Linked DNA regions of Sus scrofa: all the other regions are linked to region 4. Evidence: chromatin contacts called from public Hi-C and HiChIP or PLAC-seq data. All regions are on one chromosome and are shown on one strand. The core of a region is the stretch at or near the end of the contact, and the rest is flanking DNA. Distances in the headings are between cores, read along the strand shown. Region 1 overlaps HECW2 (HECT, C2 and WW domain containing E3 ubiquitin protein ligase 2). Region 2 overlaps HECW2 (HECT, C2 and WW domain containing E3 ubiquitin protein ligase 2). Region 3 holds the start of DNAH7 (dynein heavy chain 7, axonemal). Region 4 holds the start of STK17B (serine/threonine-protein kinase 17B). Region 5 overlaps HECW2 (HECT, C2 and WW domain containing E3 ubiquitin protein ligase 2).

Region 1 (4,763 bases), core at 2,026-4,525, 100 kb before region 4:
ACATTTGCGATTAGAGCCTGCCAGCATAAGCTTATGTAGGGTGTCTCACTGGTGTACTTTTTGACCAAATCAGAGAAGAAAAATGTTCCACCTGACAGGTTGTGAAAAAAGGGAGCAGCATCACAGGGATGTAAGGTTGACGACACCATTTCCTACAAGACTTCCATTTACCCCAGTCTTTGTACCTGGAATTCCGAATGTTGAGAGAAGAAATGGACCAGGATTCTGGCCATTTCTTGGCTTTGTTTCTAGTCACCTTCTGCTTAAAGCTATTTCTTTTAAAGAAGACACTTTCCTCCTATTTGGGAGCTACCTACAAATTACTTTGCCCCATTTCCTAATCATGTATCTGCAGAAACATTTTGTTTCATAAAGGAAAGGTAATTTTTTAATCAGCGTAAGTATACCATCTGCCCCTGGGATTTGCCTTGACGCATTCATTTCTAGTCTTTAAGGTACTTTGTTAATGGAGCACCATCAGTTTGAGACACTAGTTCTTTTTTGCTTAGGTTATTTGGCATATATCATTGACTTTATCAGCAGTGAGTCTCCAGGCTCACCTAATAGTCGCTTTTATCTTTGAAGACCTAATTAACTTTATCTGATCATGGAAAACTTACATTTTTCTAATTGTCTTTGAAATAATGGGCTCCATTATTGCCTTGAATGAATTTTACTTTGAAAACTTAATTTCATTTGGCTCCTAATGATAATAAAAAAGTGCTTATGTAGAACTTTAGAATTGAAATAAATAAAAAGAATTTAAAAATGCTTTTCTACATCGTATGTAGTCCTTACTGCAAAATAGAGGGACATGGTTTATGCTCATTTGTGATTTCATGCTACCAGGGATTCAGCTATAAATGTGACAGTTGTGGTTTCCTCCTTCCTATCACATTATGGGGGAGAAATGTCCATTATGAATGAGAGAGACCTGTTTTATAAGAAATCTATAGCCCAGAGAATTTAAGTGACTTGCCCATTTCATGTGATAGAATTTGTCTGGATACATGATCAGTGACCAACCTGGAAAGGCAAGTAGGAAGGAGAAATTAAAGTGTCTTGGAAGATTGACCAAAGGGTTGGAATTTTTTTTTCTAAAGCTGGCATGTAGCCCATAGAGGCTTTGGATTGGAGTGAAGGTGTAGTTAAAGCTCTTAGAAAAAGTATTCTGATAGTGAGGTGCCAATTTAGTGAATACATTTGTAGAGATGCTGAACAACTAGAAACTGTTCATCATTCTTTCTGTGTTTAAGAGAAAGCCCTGAAATAATGGAATGGTAGTCCGGCTAGGATGGGACAAATAGAGGAGATACCACAATGGGGAAACTGTAGAGAGGAGGACTTGGTAGCTGACTGCATAGAAGGAAAAGAGAAGCCAGTGGTGTTTGAAGTTTCAGGTGATAGGAAGAACTTGGTAAAAACCATGGGTAGCAGTAAGAGCTTAGAGAGCATCAATTAAAAGAAGCCCTAGGTGGCTGCTTTCTAAGACCATATTTTAAATTTATTTTTTTATTATTACAATTTTTAGAAAAAAAATTATTGGGGCATAGTTGATTTATAGTGTTGTATTAGCTTCGAGTTTACAGCACAGTGCATCAGTTCTACATATACACATATCCATTCTTTTTTCCCAAATAGATTATTACAGAAAAAGATTGTATATTTTTGATGACTTTCTCTTAAGAGTGTTTCCTGAAGCCAAGAGTGTTCCTTCCTGCTCTCTTCTAAGCTTTGCTTCCTCTATTCTGATCTATCCTGAGGAGGGAGTAAGGGAAATTCTCCAAAAGATTTAAAATTATGAGAAAACAGAGCTAAGATGATTACTTCAAAGTGGGTCTTTCCCAGATGTGTGAAATGATAGGACCCCTAAGATAATTATGTGACATGAATTGACTATTGACTGAGTGGATTGCTTTCTAGGCATTTTTTGTTGACCACAACTCCCGGACCACCACTTTCATTGACCCCCGGCTCCCACTCCAGAGCAGCAGACCCACGAGTGCGCTGGTGCATCGACAGCATCTGACGAGGCAGCGCAGCCACAGTGCAGGCGAGGTGAGTCCCCAGCCTTGGTACCCACTTACCAGTAGATAGGTGTACCGAGGTGTGTGCAGTTGTGCTGCCTCTTTATTATTGCTTTGCTTTGTTTTTCTAGTTTGATTTAGAGCCTGTCATCTGGAGACTGGAAAATAGTAAAATGTTGACAGGGCTTTTCTGGCAACACATAGAGCCTAAATTATAAATTTTAAAAATAGGACAGATGAGGAAAGAATGAAGAAATTATAAAATATTTTTTAAAAAGCTCAGTGGATGGTGAGAGAGAATTCATAATGCAATAAAATGTTCAAGAGAGAGGAGGAGGAGGAGCCCTTTTGCATACCTAAGGGCAGCTTCGTAGGGAAAAATGAATGTAACTTTGATGGGGCTAAAATTAGGTTAAGGATAGGAATTTTCTAAAGTGAGGATTCCTGGATTAGATTAAAATATTCAGCCAAGGCTACGGGATTGTGATATCCTCATTAATACCCTTTAAAATTAGAATATATACGACAGTCGATTTATGTACTCTTAAGTGCCCAGAATAAATGAACAGCATTAAGAATTACTACAAACTGAACTGTACTCCACTTTGCTAGTTTGCACTGACCCATGGTAACCACATGAGGGCTCTCTAATAATCTAACCCCAAAAAAGAAAGAAAAAAGAAATAATCTCTTCCTGCTTCCTCTTTTTTTTAGCAGCTTAAATAAATAAAAGAGAAATGTTTTAGGTCAAATATTTTCTCCTTAGTACTGGCTTATGAATGTCATATATCATCACTTGATATACATTGTTTCTAAAACTTCCCTTAGACAAATAGAATTAAGATTTTTTTCCGGCATGCCTCTTGCACGTCTATGTGCATATCATATTTTCAGTATTATATCGTGGGTCAAATATTTTTGCAGCTTCTAGTAGAAGAAAAATTATGAAGCCAATAAATAACTGGATTCGGTTCATCAAAATTCCACTCTTGGAATTTCCCCTCATGATTTCCATACTTGCTCTGCTGCATCATGTGTGTTTGCTGGTTGTAAGAGCAGACACAAAGAGTACACAGGAGACGCTCATATAAAAATGATATATAAATGAATTGCAGGATGAGGTATGCACAAAAATATTTATGTTTTATGAGGAGCTAATAAATCTCTACCTGGCTGCCGTATAAACCATTGGTGGGAAATGGGATGATGCTGACAGCATTCATCTAGAAAGCAGAACAGACCTCTCACCTTTGGACCTTGTGCGTGATCTGTAGCATATTCGGGCCCTGCCTGGTTTTATCACACAGCCCAGTGCACTTTAGACGCTCGCCTTATCTCGACTTCCCAAGATGAAGTTGACTCTTCAGTCTGGTCAGGACTACGTGCATGAGATTAGTAACTATACGTTTTCTTTCAACTCCTCTGCCTCAGAACTTGAATTCTTTCCACAGTCTAGCCTTAGGGTTACTAAGGTCCACATTAAAATTTGAATGAAGATTTCTCTTCTATTGATGGAGACGGAGCAGTGGAACTGAGAGGACCCCATAAAGACTCAGCATTCAGCCCCAGCGTTTTACACCTTTGAGGGGAAGGGGCTTTCTGGCCCAGCCGTCAGAAATATGCACAACCTGCTGTGATGCACACATTTATCATGGCTTGCCCACTACTGCCTGGCAGTCGGGTTTGAAGAAGCGGGGTGTCAAGGAGGAGACCTTTGGCTGTTCTGTGAAATGATGGTACAGAGCAATATACTGACAGGAGGGAAAGTAGATGTTGGTAGATTGAAATGATAAGTTTGGTGACTGATAAACGAAGTGTAGTTAATGACTGGATCTCCTCAGAGAGGGGCTGACTTCATTCCTCAAGGCTGATAACTCTAGAGGAGCAGAGTGGGAAACTCCCAGTTATATACATGAGTCTTCTCAGCCACTCTTGTAGGCTCATTTAGCAGATATTCCAGGCGGTAGAAATTTTGGTATCTCTTCCGTCCCACAAATGAATTTCTACGTGTAGTATAGGTATGTGGTTGGTGTGAAGGATACAAATAAATATGTTCCTGTGTTCTTATTAGGGAGAGAATATATAAAACTAACCATAATCCAGATAAATCAAAATACAAGTGAAAGGGAGTTTCCTGGTGGCCTGTTGGTTAAGGATCCAGCATTGTCATTGCTATGGCTCGGGTTCGATCCCTGGCCTGGGAACTTCTGCATGCTGCAGGCGTGGCCAAAAAATACAAGTAAAAAACGCTTTATAAATTGTTAGTAATGATGGTTGCTTTAGAAATGTACCCTGAGACCTGGGGGAGCTCAGTGAAGGTGGCACCTAATGTCAGCTTGAAGGGAGGGGAAGGCTTCATGGAGAGGGGCCTATTTGAACTAACTTTGAAGAATAAGTGAGAACATTCTTGAAGGATAAATAAGCAGTGAAGGGTGGGATCCACATTTTCAGCTTTAGGGCCTTCAGAAAAAACCCCACTGAATGCCTAACTGATACAGTGTGGTAAACTGGTTGTAAGGGTTTGAAAGGGTGGAAGTAGAATCTCTATATTAAAGGTACCTTATTTATGGAGTTCCTGTTGTGGTTCAGAGGTAAGGAACCCGTCTTATCCATGAGCACACAGGTTTGATCCTTGGCCTCGCTCAGTGGGTTAAAGATCTGGCGACGCTGTGAGCTGTGGCATAGGTCACAGATGCATCCCAGATTGTGTGTTGCTGTGGCTGTGGCTGTGGCTGG
Region 2 (4,266 bases), core at 1,115-3,614, 69 kb before region 4:
TGCACAAAGTCCCATCTGGCACATATAAGAACTCATTTAATCCACAAGCGTGGCTCTGATCTCTGATCTCACATTGGATCTCTAGTACTATATTTTCAAGTGCCTGTAGGGTATATCTACCTGGAGAGCTGTCATCTCCAGCCTCATGTGTATAAAGCTTCCCATGGCCCTGTCCACAAGCCTCATTTCCCACACTGCTTTAGCATCAGATAGACCTGGCTCAGATCCGGAATCTCCCATTCATTAGCGTATGACTTTAGTTTTCTTAGTCACAAGGCGGCGATGATGGTAACAATGATAATGCCAGTTTCTTAGACTTGTGAGGTTTTCCCAAGATCCTCTATGTAAAGTGAATGATCTCTAATGCAGAGCAGACACTTAACAAACACAGCTATTGTTATTGCTTAAAAAGCTTTATATTACCACAAGAGCTTCCTGTTTCTCTTCCTTGCCTATCTACTGTTGCTCATTCTTATTTCACACTGTACAAGTTGCTCTGAGTCACTGCAGTCCTGGCCCGTGTCCATCCCCTCAGGCCTCCATTGCTGGGACTATTCCTAACTGGTTCTCCTACCTTGCTGTTCTGGCTTCCCACCCTTAATCCACTCCACACACTCTGAAAATCATTTCTGAAATAAAACACCACTTGTGTGTTGTTCCCTTGCTGAAGAACCTATACAGGCTTCCCACTGCTTACTGCATCATGCCCACACTTCTGCTAGGTTTTAAAAAATTCTTCTTGGAACTTGGGACCAACGTTCTGACCCAATTTCACTTCCTGCTTACTCCCCGGCACTTGCCCTCTGCTCTGCTTAGTAAGGTGGCCTCGGTATCTTCGAAATGTACATGCAATGCTCATTCCAGCTCTTGCTGTCCTGCCCCAGTAGGAACTGTACATTCTCCTGTGTTTAGAAGGCCTGATTCCAATAATATCTCCTCCCCAAAGTCTTTTCCTTTTTGACCTCTATTTATCCTCGTTTTCTATTACTATTACATTAACACTGATCTCAAATGCATTGTCACTGAGTGTCTCTGGCACAGTGGAGGCACATGCTTCATCTTTTTTTTTTTTTTTTTTTTTTTTTTGTCTTTTTGTTGTTGTTGTTGTTGTTGCTATTTCTTGGACCGCTCCCACGGCATATGGAAGTTCCCAGGCTAGGGGTTGAATCGGAGCTGTAGCCACCGGCCTACACCAGAGCCACAGCAACGCGAGATCCGAGCCACGTCTGCAACCTACACCACAGCTCACGCAACGCCGGATCGTTAAGCCACTGAGCAAGGGCAGGGACCGAACCCGCAACCTCATGGTTCCTAGTCGGATTCGTTAACCACTGCGCCACGACGGGAACTCCCACATGCTTCATCTTAATGGGCAGCTGCCCTCTGTAGACCCAGGGAAATGCAAGCCAATTGTTGCAGGGGTTCTCAGATAAATTTCAAACAAAATTAGGATTTTTTTTTTTCACTTGAAATCTCTTAATTTTTAAATGTTGGCAGTTCATTTAAAATCTTTAAAACATTGTAAACACAATAGATCAATAGGGCTGGGTATAGCCCCAGGGCTATAGTTTTGTTCCTTCTGCTTTGTAGTTTGTATACCATCTAGTTTAGGACTTAATCATTCTCTAGTTGTTTGCTGTGTTCTAGTTTCTGTCTTCCCAACCAAGATATCCACGCCAGCAACCTGATCTTACTTATTTTGAGCATCTTTGGCTGAACCTAATGCAGTATTAGCAACAAGTAATCATCGCTTAGTTGATTCATGCATTAAAGATACATTTAAGGAGCTGAATTGGTATGTAATGCACAAGATGTCACAATTTTTGTTTTCTGGTTTCTTTTATTGTGCTGTGAAATATTTAGTGGAAATATCCAGTATTTGTGTCATGGTGTCTGATTCCCATATTCATCATCAGTTTTGTACTTCAGCTGGTTGGGTAGTCACAGTATGATACAAAGCCAGATTTTTCTGTGGAAAGAGGAACAAACTATGCTTTTACATTTTATATTAATGATGCTGGCCATGGAATGACATGCAGAATGTCTTTGGATGCTCTGTAGATAATCACAGTACTTGGCACTTATTAAGACTGCAACAAACAGTATTGTTTACTCTGCACAACCAGGAGACCAGTGCCTTCTGCAATGACGTCTGGATTCTGTTTTTAAATCGATTGTTCTACCCTGTAAGAGGAAATGTATGGGATTGTGTGTCTATAATGTTTCTTAGTTACGGTGCATATCTAAAAGACGTATTTGTGGGTTTTTCATCAAGTATGGAAACTCACTCTTCTTGCTGTATGTACCACATACTTTCACATTGTAACTTCCTGTCTACTTCCTGTCTAATTGCCACGATATCATCTCAGCAACAAGCAAAGATATTCCACCCTCAACGGTTACATTAGACATGAGTAACTCTGTTTGACTCATATTAATGCGAACCAAAAAGGGGAACACATTTGACTAACACATGGGCACCATTTCAAACAGGACTGGTATTTTCAACCAAAAGGCCACAAGGAAGACATCCTAAGAGCCTGGTTAAGCTTTGTGATAGCTTTTGCCTTGGAGGGGTAAAAAGTGCAGGAATCTAAAAGTGTCGCCTCCTTTTACTTGGTAACTGTGGTCTCAGCCCCAGGTAGTATTTTTTTCATGGTAATGTGATGAGCTCCAGGACATTGCACAAATCCATGCCCTCCTCTCTGTGTGGTTTACTGCAGGTACTCAGCGTGCCAACGCCCGGGCTCCCGCCCCTTACAAGCGAGACTTTGAAGCCAAACTGAGGAATTTTTACAGGAAGTTAGAGACTAAAGGATATGGACAAGGCCCAGGGAAATTAAAGTAAGTCAGAGTGATGCAAACCATAGGATTTGTGGGTGGGGAAAGGATGGGATGCAATTGGGAATGTAGGAAATTGAGTGTGACTTGGGATGACCAGCCTTTCTTTGTTTTCGTCGCCATAATTATTTTAGCATGTGTAAATTACAGGATCATCTGAAGCATAGTTCTGGAATTAAGCAGGGTTTAGCTTAAGCTTTTAAAACAAACAGGAAAGAGACGACCACATTTCATGTAAAAATGTAGGCAAAATTAAAAGCCGATTCAACCCCTAGCCTGGGAACCTCCATATGCCGTGGGTGTGGCCATAGAAAAAAACAAAAAAAGACCAAAATAATAATAAGCTTCACTTGTCTAGTGGAATATGTCATGAATATTGACTCTGCTTTTATTTGTGCCCCTCTCTTTAAATGGGGACGTTGAAAATCACGTTATTTGGCCTAAAATTATCTGAATTTCCTACTTACCCAAAGTCCCTTCAACCCCACCTCCACCCTGTCCCATGTCCCTGCTACAGATCACAGTGCCACTTGAGAGAGGACAGAAGAGGGAGGGTCTGCACTGCAGCACCATTGTGTCCCAGGTGCCAAAGAGAAGCCCCAGCCCCACAGCCCACAGGTCACTGCCCCCTCACCCCCACCTCAGTGCAGCGCTTGCTCAATTAAACTCACAGCTTCCCCTTTCATCACCAGCAAAAAACATCAATGTGCCCCAAACACCATACCTCTCTGAGTTTCACTTATGCAAGGTCTTGCTGATCAGGCTTTCATGCCTTCGGACTCCCTAGCATCTCCCTTTCCATTACTATTGCTTTAAGGGCAAATTGATACATGTTTAAGGATGACTTTAATTGTCATTGTCACAAGTAGATTAATCAACCTCAATATGATTCATTTGTACCCTAGGGACTCCAAGATGCTCTTAATTTTAAAACTAAATTAAGCATAGTAGTAAACTCCTCTGCTTTGGAGGACACTGAGAATTTGTGTGTTCCTGTGCTTCTTGTTCTCATAGTCATCTCTCTAGGCACCTAGGAATTGAATTCCTGGTCTAGGTGCATTCAGGTTTAAGCCATTACCTCATAGGATTGCTCTTCCTTTACTAAACAACTTTTGTGTATGTGTTGTTTTATAATCATTTTCCTTCTGGGATAAATTGATATGATCATTCAGAAAGGACACTTGCATTGTTTCGACAGGTCTTAGGTGGAGTACTCTGTTTACCAAGGACTCTCTGATGTAACTTTTGTTTAATGCTATTGAGAGTTAAAGACAGACGGGTGCTTTATTGCAGATAGCAATGACAGCAAGTCACTCCACTTTTTGCCGAGTTACTTGTGGTAAATGGAAGTTAAATGACAAATATCCGGTTCTGGAAAGATAAGAATTAGGAAATAATCTATGTTTTTCAAATTGTCTCCTTATG
Region 3 (4,772 bases), core at 1,541-4,040, 79 kb after region 4:
AACCCCTGACAACCACCATTCTGGTTATAGGAATTTGGCTATATACCTTAGGTAAATAGAATCATACAGTATATGTTCTTCTGTGACTGGCTAATTTTAGTTAGCTTGATGCCTTCATGGTTCATATATGTTGTAGCATGTGTCAGAATTTTCTTTTTAGGGGTGAAAATTGTTGCCATGTTATCTATCACTAATAGACTGGTTGAGAAATTGTGGAGAAGCTGCACTGGAATGCTATGCAGTGTCCGAAGGAATGAGAACATGATATGGATCCATCTCTGAGCTATATTGTGAGAAGGAAAAACAAATTACAGACTAGATTGTGTAGTGTTCAAAAATTTTTATAAATAAAATAGTTATATATGTCTATTTATGTATGGAAATGTCTAGAGTCTGCCAAAGAAACTAGTAACACTGGTTGTCTCCAGAGAGGTAAAAGATGCAGCATGAATGGGAGGGAGACTTATATCTTGCAAAATTTTGTTCTATTTGAGCCTTTTTCGTATGCCTTAGAACTTTTTAAAATAAATACCAGTATGCACACTATGAAAAAAATTCCAGTTTTATTACCACATTTTGTTTATCCATTCATCTTTCAAAGGACACCAGTTTCTTCCACCTTTTGGTGATTGTGCATAATGCTGCTATAAACATGGGTGTGCAAATATGTTTGATTTCCTGCTTTTAGTTCTTTTGGGCAAATACCGGAAGTAGAATTGCTGGATCATATGGTAATTCTATTTTTAATTTTTTAAGGAACCGCCATATTGTTTTCCATAATGGCTCTGCTGTTTTACATTCTGACCAGTATTGCATAAGTGTTCAACTTTTTCCATTTCCTCATCAATGCTTTTTATTAATAATAACTCTCTCTCTTCTTAATAATAACCACTCTAGGAGTTCCTGTCGTGGCTCAGTGGTTAACGAATCCGACTAGGAACCATGAGTTGCAGGTTTGATCCCTGGCCTTGCTCAGTGGGTTAAGGATCCAGCATTGCTGTGAGCTGTGGTGTAGGTCGCAGATGAGGCTCGGATCCTGTGTTGCTGTGGCTCTGGCATACGCCGGCGGCTATAGCTCTGATTGGACCCCTACCCTGGGAACCTCCATATGCCGAGGGAGTGGCCCAAGAAATGGCAAAAAAGACAAAACAAAAACAAACAAACAAAACCACTCTAGTGCATGTGAAATGGTATCTTCTTCTTATTATTATTTTTTCTTTTTATGGCTTAGGTTCCCAGGCTAGGGCTTACCTCGGAGCTGCAGCTGCTGACCTATGCACAGCCACAGCAACGCTGGATCCAAGCCACATCTGTGACCAGCCGCAGCTTGCAGCAACACCAGATCCTTAATCCACTGAGCGAGGCCAGGAATCGAACCCACATCTTCATGGGTTCTAATCAGGTTTGTAACCCAGTGAGCCACAATCGAAACTTCTCATTGTGGTTTTTATTTTCATTTCCCTGATGATTAGTGACGTGAGCATCTTTTCATATGCTTATAGGCCATTTGTATACCCTCTGGCAAAATGTCTTATTGAGTCCATTGCCATTTTTTAAGTCAGATTTCTTTTCTTATTGTTGTTGTTGAGTTTTAGTAATTCTCTATATATTCCGAATATTAGTCCCTTACCAGATATGTGATTTGCAAATATCTGCTCCCATTCTGTAGGGTGTACCTTTTACTCTGTGGGTATTGTTCTTTGACGTATAAAGATTTTAAATTTTGACGAAGTCCAGGGTCTGTTTTTTTCTTTTGTTACTTATGCAATTGATGTCATTTCCAAGAAATTTTTGCCAAATTCAATATCATGAAAATTTTTCCTAAGTTTTCTTCTAAAATTTCAATAGTTTAGCTCTAACATTTAGAACTTTGATCAATTTTTAGTTAATTTTTGTATATAGAGACCGATATTCTTTTGCATTGGATATTGAATATCCCAGCTACATTTGTTGAAAAGACACGGTTTTTGAATTCTGTAGCTTTGTACTAAGTTTTGATACAGGAAATGTGAGTCCTCCAACTTTGATATTTTTCAAGAGAGTTTTGGCTCTACCAGTTCCCTTGAAATTCCATGTAAATTCCATACCTCTGCTACCAAGTCCAAGCTCATACTGCTCATTGCATGACAGGCCAATTAATAAAGAGAAAAGTTGTTGGGGCAATGAATAGTGACTTTATTCAGAAAGTAAGCAGACTGAGAAGATGGTGGACTAGTGTCCCAAAGAACTAATGTACCCAAGTTAGAATTTAAGCCTCGTCTATACTAAAAGTATAGGAGGTGTAGCTGGTTGTTGCAAACTCTTGAGCTAGAATCCTTTATTTTTGCAGGCATACACATAGGTCAGGTCACAGGTCACGATGTTCCTATAAACCTCTGACAAATGTTATTCTCTATCTGCAAATTTTTATCTCTATATGAATGAAGAAAGTGTTACATCTTTAAAGGTCAGAGCATTGAGAATGGGCTATCCTGTATATTTCAGGCTATAGGCAACATTCTTGTAGTGAAAGCAAAAGAATACAAAGGTTAAAGTAAAGAAACAGATAAAATATGAAGTCAGATTTATTCTTTGCTATTAGACCATATTTCAAGGGTCCTTTAAGATATAGCACCAGCATGTCACCTTGCTTCATCTCTAGATTTTTCTAACTCCCTTTACTCAAATCTACTTTGTAAACTTTCAGAACTTCTTTCACCAGTTTCTCCACCAGCCATTCACACTAGTCTAGAGTCTTTATATACATGTTGGTTTAAATGAATTCTTGCAGGTTTATATATATATATATATATATATATATTCTTCTAAGGAATAGTTTTCTAATGTGTGGGAAAAGTCAAGAAAAAAAGCTGGAGTTGGAAATATATGGAAAACAGAAAAAAGGTGTTTACTGGGTTCAGCCTTTGCATGCTTTGGTTTCCTAATTCGATTCTCCCACATCAGTATTTAAATTTGCAATCCTTTCATTCCACTAGCCCTCTGCGAATTCTAGCCACAGAAAGTTAAATAGGAAAATAGGAGTTAAGGCAGGGACCTAGAACACCCAGCTAAATTAGGCGGAGGGTGTAGAAGTGGCCCAGGCGCCACCAATCGGTGAGAAAGCACCTCCCGTGGGAACGCACTGCCAGTTCCCCAGCACTGTCTCAGGAGCAGCAGACGACCGGAAATGGAACTTGCGAGGGCCTGTTGCTTAGCAACAAACGGAGCCAGGACGCTAGACGGCCCCTGCGGAGGGAGCGGAGCCTGCCCTGTCCCCGTTGCTGCATCTCTTGTCTGAGGGGTTCCCGGGGCGCCGGGCAGAAGCAGTCCAGGAGGCACCGGGTGCTGCCAGTAAATCCTCGCAGCCATGAGCAGCGAGCAGGTGAGAGGGCGGCTCCTTCCCAGACTCTTCCGGCCGCGAAGCTTCTCTCACATTTCTAAACGGATGGAAACCCGGTCTTCTGAACTCCCCAGTTGTAACCCCGCTGGGTACAGCTTCCTTCACCCCACTTATGATCTGGGATACTGAACGTTCTCGGGGAAAGCTTTTATATGTTCCCTTCCCAACTGTTTGACTTGGTGTTGTCGTAACAACCAAACATCAGCGGGGCAGCGGACCAAGGGGTTTAAATTATAGCCTCAGAATGCTAATAATAGTAGGTGTGTTTGGGCGGGGGGCAAACTTGGTGGGGAGTTGCCTTGGATTTGGTTTCTAGGGTTGGAATCCAAGCCCCTCCCTGGCTGTGAAACTTTGGGCAAATCAATTGGTCTAAGCCTTCTCTCCCTTTGAGACAAAGAAAAAGAATCAGAACTACTTTTCCTCCTTTCTAAGGTCATGAAGTTCAAATAATATGATACCATGGCATACCATGCTACACATGAAAGTGTTTGGTAAATGGCAAACGGAATCTCAGGAAAATATCCCCACGCCATGTAACAAAAGATGCCAGGTGAAACCATAGGTAATCATTAGTCAAATCCATTTCACCCACCTTCACAAATCAATTTTGCGTTTAATTGTTGCTGCGAAAGACTGGCGTGTCCTCCAAGCAGCATGGAGCCTAAATAATAGGATGCTTGCCTGAGTTGTTTCCAAGAGCTTGGAGTCAGCTGTGTCTATTTTGGGCTGAGGTAGTTAAGACTGGGTAGCTCCCCCACCTTCCAATTGGGCATGTGCAAGTATCTGGCTTGGTGACCTTTTGAGGACTAGAAACTCCATCCTCAGATCATGTTAATTGCCTCCGTTTTTCAAACTGGAGAGGCCTATAGGTTAATTATATCTGCGCAGAATGATAACTACGGCAGCTACCACAGCATTTCCCAATCATCTTTCCCCACGTTCCCCACGCCTTAGATGGCCCTGCTACTTTCTTTTTTATCCCATAAATACCGCAGCCCCTTGTCTTCTGGGAGCTAGATTTGAGATCTCCTTGGCTGCTGCCTGAATAAGTCCTCTCTCTGCTGCGAACCTCGATGTTCAGCGTTTTGGCTTGCTGAGCTTCTGGCAAAAGGAACCTGGGTTGGTAACACACTGTGCAGTGGCTACTTTTCACAACTCTTTCTTTATTGAGCTAAAGAGTAATTTTAAACAAAAGAAATGCTGAACAATGATCGACCATTTTAATACCAGAACAGCATGGGAAGATGTTAAATGCAGGCATTATTCTGGGCTAGCTTAACTCTCTAGGTTTGCCTTTTAGCATCCTGGTTTTTAATGGAAAACAGTTGGTTTTAACCCTGCAAATTTTGGTTTGCTGTAGACTGCAGCTTCTTAAGTCTGCAGGTTGTAAGCC
Region 4 (4,142 bases), core at 571-3,070:
GTAAGAGAAAAATAGGGAACAAATATAAGCCCTGCACCTTAGGGACAGAGGGCAAAGAGACCATCAGGCTGGGAGCGGAAAGTAGAAATCAGCAAAAATTTGTGATTTCTGGAGAGGGTAATCTTAAGCTGGAAATGGATGAACAGGTGCTGATGAGGAGGATGGTGAAAAGCTGGCATCAAGGCAGAGGCAGGAAAAAAACAAGACATGGAAAGACCCCTAGGAAACGGATTGGTTAGAGCAGAGGGCTTGTGACCACAAGTAGGGTTGGTCTAAAGTGGTAATGGGAGAAAGAAAGGCCTCTGCATCTAGGTGTGAAGTGATGTGGTGAGAGGATTTGTGGCAGAGGGGAAGGCAGGCTGAGTATGAGGAGGTTGCTAAGAGCTGGCTATTGATCAAATGTCAATACTGAGGAGGTGCAGCATTAAACACACATTCAGAAAAAAAAACAAAAATTGCCGCCACGCTGCAGTCCTGTTAATTCTGGAAGTTACTGGTTCCAGTGCTGGTGTTGAGACTTTTAGGAACTGCCCCCTTGTTCTTAAAAGAAAAGATGGGAACACTCGCTGTTTGTGGACTCTTAGATAATGACAGCCATAAAGTCCATTTCAACTTCCAGGGTTTTTTTTCCCCCCTTTGTTCTAACTTTAGGCTTCTCTGGTCAATCCATTTGTTGGCAACCAGAAACTAGATAGATGGAAGCAAAATACTCCGAGACAAGGTTTAGGGAATAGACACATTAAATGGGAGGAGTCAGTTAAGTAAAAAGGAGATTTGAGTAAATGATGGGCATTTTATGTACTTATCTTGGGGAAAATACAGTATGGAAAAACAAATGGATGGCTCGATGGGAATTTGCTTGGTTTACTGGGATAGAAAAAGAAAACTTTATTTTAAAAATTTTCCTTATTATTGAAGAATAGTTGATTTACAATGTTTCATCATGTTCTGTTGTACAACGAAGTGACCCAATCACACTCATCTTTCTGTGCTGTACAGAAAACCTCCTCTTTAAATGCTGTTTGAGTGTTGAAGTCTTTTGAAAAAGAACCATTCCCCTCCCAATATATTTCCCCAATAGTCCTCTACAATTATTGTAAGTATACTTTGCAAACCAATCCTAGATTATATAGAACCAAAAAACTTCAACTGTGCCTTGCACAGGACTTTCAAATTTTTCATTCTCTTCAAAAGATAACATCCTGAATGGTTTGCTGAGATGCTTTCCCGTTTTCCCTTAGATACCTATAGGCAAAAAACAGCAAAACATCTTATTTGCACTCTCCTAAAACTGCCTTCAGCCATGCCTCAGAAGGACTCAATTCGCTGAAGTGGACTTAGTGGTGGGGCCCAAGTTCCATAAATCCCAAGCGATGTTGATATTTGCAAAGTTATAGTATATGGGGCTCTCCACTGGCCACCTGGTTTCAGGTGATAAGGAAGATGACTAGGAAGAGTTAGGAAAGAGGCACAAAAGTTTGGGAATGAGTTGAAAGCAGCAACTAACTGCTTTTTCCCTCTCCCGTCTGCAGAAGTTCACTCCCTGTGTGAAGACCGGGTGCAGTCCCCTGAGGGGTCCCTGGCAGCGCCTGCCTCACTCCTCGGTCGCAGCAATTACTGGAGCACCCCACCTGCTCCGAAGCTCCTCCCAGCTTCGGATTGCTGGGCGCCGGCCACACCCCCCTTGCCGCCGAGGCCCCGCCCTGCAGCACGCGCCCTGTGCCGGCGCCCCGCCCCGGCGCCCCGCCCCGCCCACACGTGACAGCCCAGCCCTCCACGCGAGTTCGGATTGGCTCTCCCTTCCGAGGGGGTGGGTTCTAGCCTACAGCACTGCCCTGCAAGGCGGCTGCAGTTTTCAAACCTCAACTGTAAGCTCCGGTCTCCGTCTTCGTTGCCGTCGCCGGGAGCCACCTCACGGGGAGGTCGGGTCACAACTGTTGGCCGTTGTCCGGAAGAATAAAAGTGGGTCCTGCCACGTTCGGAGCTATCCGGCACCTCACCGGGATAGAACTGGAGCACGCGTCCTGTCGTGGCCACCGACGTGGGGCAGAACGGGAGCCCCCTTGGAGGGGGCGGCCGCGAAGGAACCTGCTGCGGCCCGAGCGGTCAGTGTCTTCCGCCTCGCGCGTCGCGGTCCTGCGAGGATTGGCGGGTGGGCTCGGGGCTGCGACTCCAGTCCCCTGAATCGGCCCCCTTTACCCATGGAACAGAGACCCCCCTAATGTGGGAGGGGTCCAGGGGAGGGAGGTCCAGGTGTTGTGGGCGGATCCAGGGTCCCCTCGGACCCCTAGCCTGGGGAAGATGGGCTCACACACCAACGCCCTTCAGGTGCCCCGACTGCTCCGAACCTCTCGCCGTGTTTCGGCTGAAGTTCTGCTTCCCGGATTCCCTCGGGTTCGGCGCCGGCGGCGACCGGTGGTCCTCCCAGTACCTTTCTCAGCCCAGCCCGAGGAGTTCGGCCCGTGTGTAGAGAGAGAGAGAGTGTGTGTGTGTGTGTGTGTGTGTGTGTGTGTGCGCGCGCGCTCGTGTGTCTGCGCGTGCTGTAGCCTGCCCGGCTCAGACTCTCCCCCGGGCGCGTCCCGCGGGGGCCCCCTTTGCGACCGGCTTACTTGCGTCCCTTCCACGTCGCGTCGACGTGGTCCTTCCTTCAGGTCCCTCCCGAGTTCACAGCTGTGATGGGGGTCACAGGACGTGTTCACGTCTGGACTCATGGGCACGTCCTGTTCACAGCTGACTTTCGTCTGGAAAAAGTTTGTGCTCATCTTGTGGGGCATTTTCAGTTACTGCTTGTCAACAGTTTTTTAAAGGTATTGAATAGAGAAGTCAAATTGCAGTCGTTTCAGTGGTCTTCGGCGATCTGATTTTATTTTGACACTATGTAAACCTCAAAGTGTACAACGACCCATCCTCAAACTATACAAACAACTATTTTGACAATTACCCAGCTCTTTGTTTTAATGTACGGAAAAGCATTTCATTTGAGTCCCCTCAGAGGGATAAGTGGAGACAAAGTTGAAAGAGACTTTATGGCAGCTGGTAGCTGACTTTAGTTCTTCTCATGTCTGGAATGGAATTAGAGGTACTTCAACATCACTTTGCCAATTGAAATTAAGAAAAACAATATTTTGAAACCACATACTGATCAAATTTCAATTATACTAGGTCCGTTTATCACATCCACTGATTGTTTTGCCAACGTAATGTTTACGTCCGTGGTACCAATGATACGCAGTGATGTTTCATATGGTGTGATTCTCAAGATCTTAGATTCTCAAGCTTTTGAGAATGTGTGGGCTGAGACAGCATGGTCTACTGAGATGGCTGGGCAAGTGGCAGCATATGTAACCTGGCATTTTGAGCCCGGGAGCACCATTTTCTTAAAGGAAAAGATGATAAATCTACTTTGGCATTGGTACATCATTTTATAGTTTTATAGTTAACTGTGCAGAAATAGTTTTCAACCACTTCTAAAGTGTTTGTTTTATAAATATTAAACCACATACCCATAAAATCGTGTGTTTTTGAAAACTGGTCCACAGAAGCAGTGTCCTAGTTTAAAACCTCTCCTCTTCCCCTTTAATCCTCCTAAGAGCAGATGTTCAGTTTTTGTAAAATTTTCTAATATTTTAATATTTGTAGTATTAATAGCTGCTTTATTTTTCAATGCATATATTATACATTTTATAGCATTTTTCTAAATGATGGGTCTACAATCGAAGTTAAATATATTTACATGGAAATATATTCAAGTTTTAAAATAAAATTTGTGTTGTCGAGGGCCTTTCTTTTTTGTGAATGGACAGAATGGTTGCAGTTTCTCTTGGGCTCATTGAATAGTGAATTACAATTTGGTTAAGATAGAATCAGTTTTTAGGAAAGTTGAAATGACTAATTGATCACTATGTCAGCATATTAATAACAAAGCTGAAGAAGGTACAGGCATGTTATGGCATGTTTCCAAACAATTTTATCTTAAAGCTTCCACTGACAATGTATTACGTGTTAAGTAAACATTTAAACATATTTTAAAATCTTCATTTTTGAAGCTGTTTGATAATTATGAGATAATTTCTTTACTAAAATTCCCATTTTTTTCTTAGAGACCCAATTTAAAACCTAAGAATCAAGGAAATCAATTACTA
Region 5 (4,592 bases), core at 1,039-3,538, 120 kb before region 4:
CGTCCTTTGTTCCACTGATTTGAATCCCACTGCCTGTGAAAAAAGCAAAACAGTTACAATTATTTCATCTTATAGTTGAGCAAATTGAGGCAGATTAAATGTCTTTCTTTGCCTCTGTCCATGAGTGATAGAGCTGTGGTCAGGTTAGAATCCTCACTATAATTTTGTATGAACAGGAGTACAGATAGCTTTTTTTGAACAAAATTGTTCAGAAAGGATATTTATATTTCAGTTCATATGTGTGTACATATGTGTATATATGTGTGTATATATTTATATATACATATATGATATATATTTAAAAACAGTTCTCTATATATTGAATAAACATGTGAAATATATTTTCAAAAATAGAATAAACACCTATGTGTATATAGGCCTATACATGTGTAAATGACACATATACATGTAAACATATATGTAAATAAGTATATATGTAGTTTCTTTATAAAGATGTAGCCATCTGCAGAGATGTTCCTATTTGGCTTAGGTGTTTTATATGGACCCTAAAAGTCAAGTGCATATTATTCACACTTGGAAAAAGCTGTGGTTCTAAAGGTTGTTTGCTAGTTACTAGTGAGAGAAATCTTTCTTACTCGTAATTTACTTTGGTACATGCTTTTTGCAAAAAGCCATTGAACTTGGCTCTGTATTACACATCTCATTGAGTGAAGAGGAGGAAGATGAAAAGATGTAATTAATTCTAAGACCAGCCTGAAGTCTCCCATGCTTCAAGAGCTGTCTAGCCCCAGGGAATTGCTTCATGCCTGAGGCTGGGATGGGTTCCTTCCCCTGATTACCGATACCTCCTGTCCTAATGAAGTTCTGCAGCTTTTCTTTAGCAGAGTAAGGAGTGTTTCTGGTGCTCCAGATAAAGAATCAGGGTGTGGCCTATTTACTTCTTTCAGTGTGGGGAGGGAGAGGAGATGATGACGAGAGAGATACCTATTTAGAACACAGTTAATGAAATGATTTATCTGACAGAATTATCCCACAATAATTTGTCCCCAAAGAGACTTATTAGGGAGAATGACTTGAAAGCTCGTTGCCATCGCCATCACACAAGCTAGTGTGGTCTCAGGCCTCTATGCTTGCAGTGGCCTATGTGAAAATGTATCAGCAACATGGAGCCAAATGCAGAAAACAGATGCCTTGTGGATTGTACATAAAACTCCAAGGCAAGGTCAGCCACAGGCTAAACTATTAGTTAGCTGGCGTTGGTCTCTGACAACCTCCAACTTCTTCTATTAGTCTCCTTCTCTGCTTTCATGACATCACTTTCTTATTCGCCCATGCTCTGTAATTGTCCAGAGCCCCTGCCTAGGCCTGCCTGCTTTGGCAGTGCTCTGTGCTCTGAACCTGACAATTTCTCCCAGCCTTCACACCTCTCGTGTAGACTGTCAGGCTGAAATATTTTATACTCAGGTAGACTAAGGAACTAGTACACTAGTACGTGAGGACAGTTTAATGTGGCTGGCCTTCCTTCCTTCCTCCCTTCCTTTCATTTTGATAGGGGGAAAATATCTCCATGCAAAACAAAAAGTATGTAATGATAGGGAATCCATCCGAAAAACTGTAGCAAGGTTATTTTATGTAGTTTAGGTTATTCATCAGTAAGATGCCCAGCAAATCTCAGTGGCTTAAGCTAACAGAGGTTTGTTTCTCATTCCAAATGGGGTTGCCAGGGTTCGCTGATTTTCCTCAGAGACCCAGGAACCCCGGTTGGTTGGGGAGCAGCTACCATTTCACACATGGTCAATGGCTATACCTCCTGTGCCAAAGGGAGGAAAGCTCAAGAGGGACTCACATCAGCAATAAATGCTTTGACCTGGACGTGACACCCTGGGGGCCCTGGAAAGACAGGAGCAGTGTTGACATCCTCAGACTCACTCATCTTTTATCCTACAGAGGATACAAGTGTAGTACTGGCACAGTCCTGGGCACAGCAAAGACAGTAACTGTTTCTTAAAGTGAAATGATTTCCAAGGATCCTGATTTCTTTGGGGTTTGCCTGGGTCTGTCTTAGATGAGAAGCAATACCAGAATCCATGAAAAAAGCCTGAAGGCCTTCAGACTCAGGCTGGTGTTCCTGGGATACTAAAGGGAAGAGGAGCCTGAAGCCTTTTGAATCTACCTGAGAAAAGTAGAACCCCAGGAAAACTCATTCACAGGCAATTTCATGAACATCACATTCCTTCTGATAACTCAAGGAAATAGCTCTAGACAGTTACTCCTTTGCTATCGCTTGGCACATGGTATTGTGCCATGAATATTTGTTGACTGACTCAGATGAGGAAAGCCCATGGCTTATGGTCTGTGTTTTGGGACTCTTCTCAAGTATCATAGAGACAAAGGCTGGAGCATTTTATAAAACAGTCACTTTTTTGTGTGTGCTGGTATAATGGAACTTTCTTAAATGTGCATTTCGATCATGTAAATTCAGACACACACACACGCGCGCGCGCACACACACACACACACACACACACACGATAGAGAGGGAGAAAGGAAAAAACAATACTAAGGTATACAGTCCAGGCAGTTCTGCCTGCTATTCCATCTACTGAGATCATGCCTCCAAGATTAAGTGTGATGAAAAAATCCAGTCACTGATGGTCTTAGTTGAATATGACTCTCCGTGAATACAACCCAGCCTGTTGCGTGTACTTCTACTATTTAAATATATGGCCAAGCATTTTTCCATACAACGTGACTCCTAAATGTTTGCCAGCTGTTTCATCAGCTCTAACCCAAAGAACCAGTGACCTGTTTCTGTGCTGGAGGAAACCCTGGCTATGTTTGGGCTCACTGTGAGGTGCTAGTTTTGTCTCTGGCATGGTGTGACTTTGACTGAGTGGGTTTCACCTAAATCCAGCTTTAGGATTTAACCTCCCCTGTAGAATGAGACTCCACCGTGTTCTAGTGCTTTAAAAAACTAGAATCATCAGTGAAGGCTCCCTTACTCTCTGTAGGTCTATCTGTTTTACTTTTACTTTGATCAGATTTGTTTTGTTCTGTCTGCTGTTTCCATCTGTGGATCTAGAGTTATGTTGAAGCCTATATGCCATCTGGAGATTAAGTAGCATGTATGTTGCTTTTGAATGTCAAACAGGTTAACACTGGTTCTCCGTCCTTCTCTCCAGAGTGCCTACCGCATGTTTACAAACAACACGTGTTTGAAGCACATGATCACCAAAGTCCGGCGGGACACCCACCACTTTGAACGCTACCAGCATAACCGGGACCTTGTGGGATTCCTCAACATGTTTGCAAACAAACAACTGGAGCTGCCGAGGGGCTGGGAAATGAAACACGATCATCAGGGCAAGGTAACTGGAGGGAGTTGCCATGGGGAAGCTGCCGCAGGACTATGGGCTGCTAGTGGCTGTGGCACTTGGCCCTCCCCTTCTGGGGAGGGCTGAAAGCCCTTTTGAGGTGCAACATTCCATCTGCTGGTGCAAGTGAAACCTGGACAAGCAGGTAGTTAGTTACAATAAACAGGTGCTGTGCTCTTCTGAAGTAGTGTATGTAGTGGGTGGACATGAGGGCACTTGTTTGGCAAAACACTCACTTTGTCTGGATATTCTTCTAACTGTACTCTTGCCATTTTCTACTGATTAGAGAAGAGGTGTTTTAGGCAATGATACTTCCTTCTCCTCACTGTACAGCTTGCGTTGTGGGTAGTGGTATATAAGTTGTGACATTGTTTGGAGAAGGCTGCCCAGAGGTTGCTAAGCAACAATGCAAGGCATGTCTGTGATGCTGTCCTCTTTTTGGCCTCAGTCTTGTTGGTTCAGACCCCTGATTTTGTTAGCACAGTAAACAAGATTCACTGATTGATTAATTTATGATGAGAAATACATAGTTCAGTTGCACAGGCTAGAATAACCACATCTATACTTCCTTCTGAGGACAGATGAACCCAAAAGCCAGGTTATAATCAGGAGTTTGTTATATGAGTAAACAATCAGAGTAAAAATAATTTTATAATGTGCTTCTCAGCTAAGATTTTATTTGTTTCACTCTTATTCAGTACCTACTATCAGCCATGAACTGTTTAAGCTTTTTCTTTCTTTTTTTCTTTCTAGGGCCGCACCTGTAGCATATGGAAGTTCCCAGGCTAGGTGTCTAATCCAAGCTACAGTGGCCAGCCTACGCCACAGCCACAGCAGTGCTGGATCCTTAACCCACTGAGTGAGGTTAAGGGATCCAGATCTGAGCCATGTCTGCGACCTACACCACAGCTCACAGCAATGCTGGATCCTTAATCCACTGAGTGAGGCCAGGGATCAAACCCACATCCTCATGGATACTAGCCAGGCTCTTAACCTGCTGAACCATGATAGGAACTCTTGTTTAAGCTCTTTCTATGTTTAAGTTCTTCACAACTCCATGAGGCAGTGTTAGTATTATTACTGCTATTTTCTTACAAAGAGTCCCAGGTCTAGAATGGCTCGGTGACTTGCCCAGTGTCGCAGAGTTGGGCAGTGACTGAGCTGGGCTTTAACCCAGGCAGTCTGGTTCATACTCCTAACCACCACATTATGCTCTCCGAGTATTGAGTAGCCATCCTCAGTTTCCCTGTCTGTGAA

Evidence for each region. Hi-C and Micro-C count contacts between places; a contact is called where the count stands out from the background. HiChIP or PLAC-seq counts read pairs in DNA pulled down with a chosen protein or histone mark.
Region 1: an H3K27ac HiChIP or PLAC-seq map of alveolar macrophages shows a contact between it and region 4. The contact joins the enhancer-like site here to the promoter of STK17B in region 4. A contact is called at or near these places in 1 of 5 promoter capture datasets (fetal liver), 11 of 47 Hi-C or Micro-C datasets (alveolar macrophages, blood, embryonic fibroblasts and 4 more) and 2 of 2 datasets of contacts at active chromatin or transcription factors (alveolar macrophages and skeletal muscle).
Region 2: an H3K27ac HiChIP or PLAC-seq map of alveolar macrophages shows a contact between it and region 4. The contact joins the enhancer-like site here to the promoter of STK17B in region 4. A contact is called at or near these places in 16 of 47 Hi-C or Micro-C datasets (alveolar macrophages, blood, embryonic fibroblasts and 7 more) and 2 of 2 datasets of contacts at active chromatin or transcription factors (alveolar macrophages and skeletal muscle).
Region 3: a Hi-C map of fibroblasts shows a contact between it and region 4, with 1.8 times the contacts expected there. The contact joins the promoter of DNAH7 here to the promoter of STK17B in region 4. A contact is called at or near these places in 2 of 5 promoter capture datasets (fetal liver and liver), 8 of 47 Hi-C or Micro-C datasets (blood, embryonic fibroblasts, fetal heart ventricle and 4 more) and 1 of 2 datasets of contacts at active chromatin or transcription factors (alveolar macrophages).
Region 5: a contact with region 4 is called in an H3K27ac HiChIP or PLAC-seq map of alveolar macrophages. The contact joins the enhancer-like site here to the promoter of STK17B in region 4. A contact is called at or near these places in 5 of 47 Hi-C or Micro-C datasets (alveolar macrophages, blood, embryonic fibroblasts and 1 more) and 2 of 2 datasets of contacts at active chromatin or transcription factors (alveolar macrophages and skeletal muscle).

The regions. Positions count from the first base shown.
Region 1 is chr15:100,168,018-100,172,780 of Sscrofa11.1, reverse strand. It overlaps HECW2 (HECT, C2 and WW domain containing E3 ubiquitin protein ligase 2), which reads left to right. Exons shown (of 28, transcript NM_001198924.1): 14 at 1,924-2,058. Among named protein-coding and RNA genes, the nearest start is that of STK17B, 100 kb to the right of the region's middle. Within about 2 kb of position 3,275, at least 13 of the 83 cell types and tissues checked have an H3K27ac peak or open chromatin away from gene starts, as enhancers often do. A contact at or near this core is called in alveolar macrophages, fetal liver and retroperitoneal adipose tissue, where this site is marked.
Region 2 is chr15:100,133,184-100,137,449 of Sscrofa11.1, reverse strand. HECW2 (HECT, C2 and WW domain containing E3 ubiquitin protein ligase 2) reads left to right here. Exons shown (of 28, transcript NM_001198924.1): 19 at 2,724-2,844. Among named protein-coding and RNA genes, the nearest start is that of STK17B, 69 kb to the right of the region's middle. Within about 2 kb of position 2,364, at least 29 of the 83 cell types and tissues checked have an H3K27ac peak or open chromatin away from gene starts, as enhancers often do. A contact at or near this core is called in alveolar macrophages, embryonic fibroblasts, liver and 3 more, where this site is marked.
Region 3 is chr15:99,985,366-99,990,137 of Sscrofa11.1, reverse strand. It overlaps DNAH7 (dynein heavy chain 7, axonemal), which reads left to right and starts at 2,790. Exons shown (of 67, transcript XM_021075816.1): 1 at 2,790-3,361. The coding sequence starts at 3,347.
Region 4 is chr15:100,063,975-100,068,116 of Sscrofa11.1, reverse strand. STK17B (serine/threonine-protein kinase 17B) reads left to right here and starts at 1,820. Exons shown (of 8, transcript XM_021074823.1): 1 at 1,820-2,105. It overlaps LOC102157527 (a long non-coding RNA gene), which reads right to left and starts at 2,438. Exons shown (of 2, transcript XR_002339022.1): 1 at 2,349-2,438; 2 at 1,337-2,136.
Region 5 is chr15:100,186,862-100,191,453 of Sscrofa11.1, reverse strand. It overlaps HECW2 (HECT, C2 and WW domain containing E3 ubiquitin protein ligase 2), which reads left to right. Exons shown (of 28, transcript NM_001198924.1): 13 at 3,144-3,329. Among named protein-coding and RNA genes, the nearest start is that of STK17B, 120 kb to the right of the region's middle. Within about 2 kb of position 2,288, at least 8 of the 83 cell types and tissues checked have an H3K27ac peak or open chromatin away from gene starts, as enhancers often do. A contact at or near this core is called in alveolar macrophages, embryonic fibroblasts and fetal liver, where this site is marked.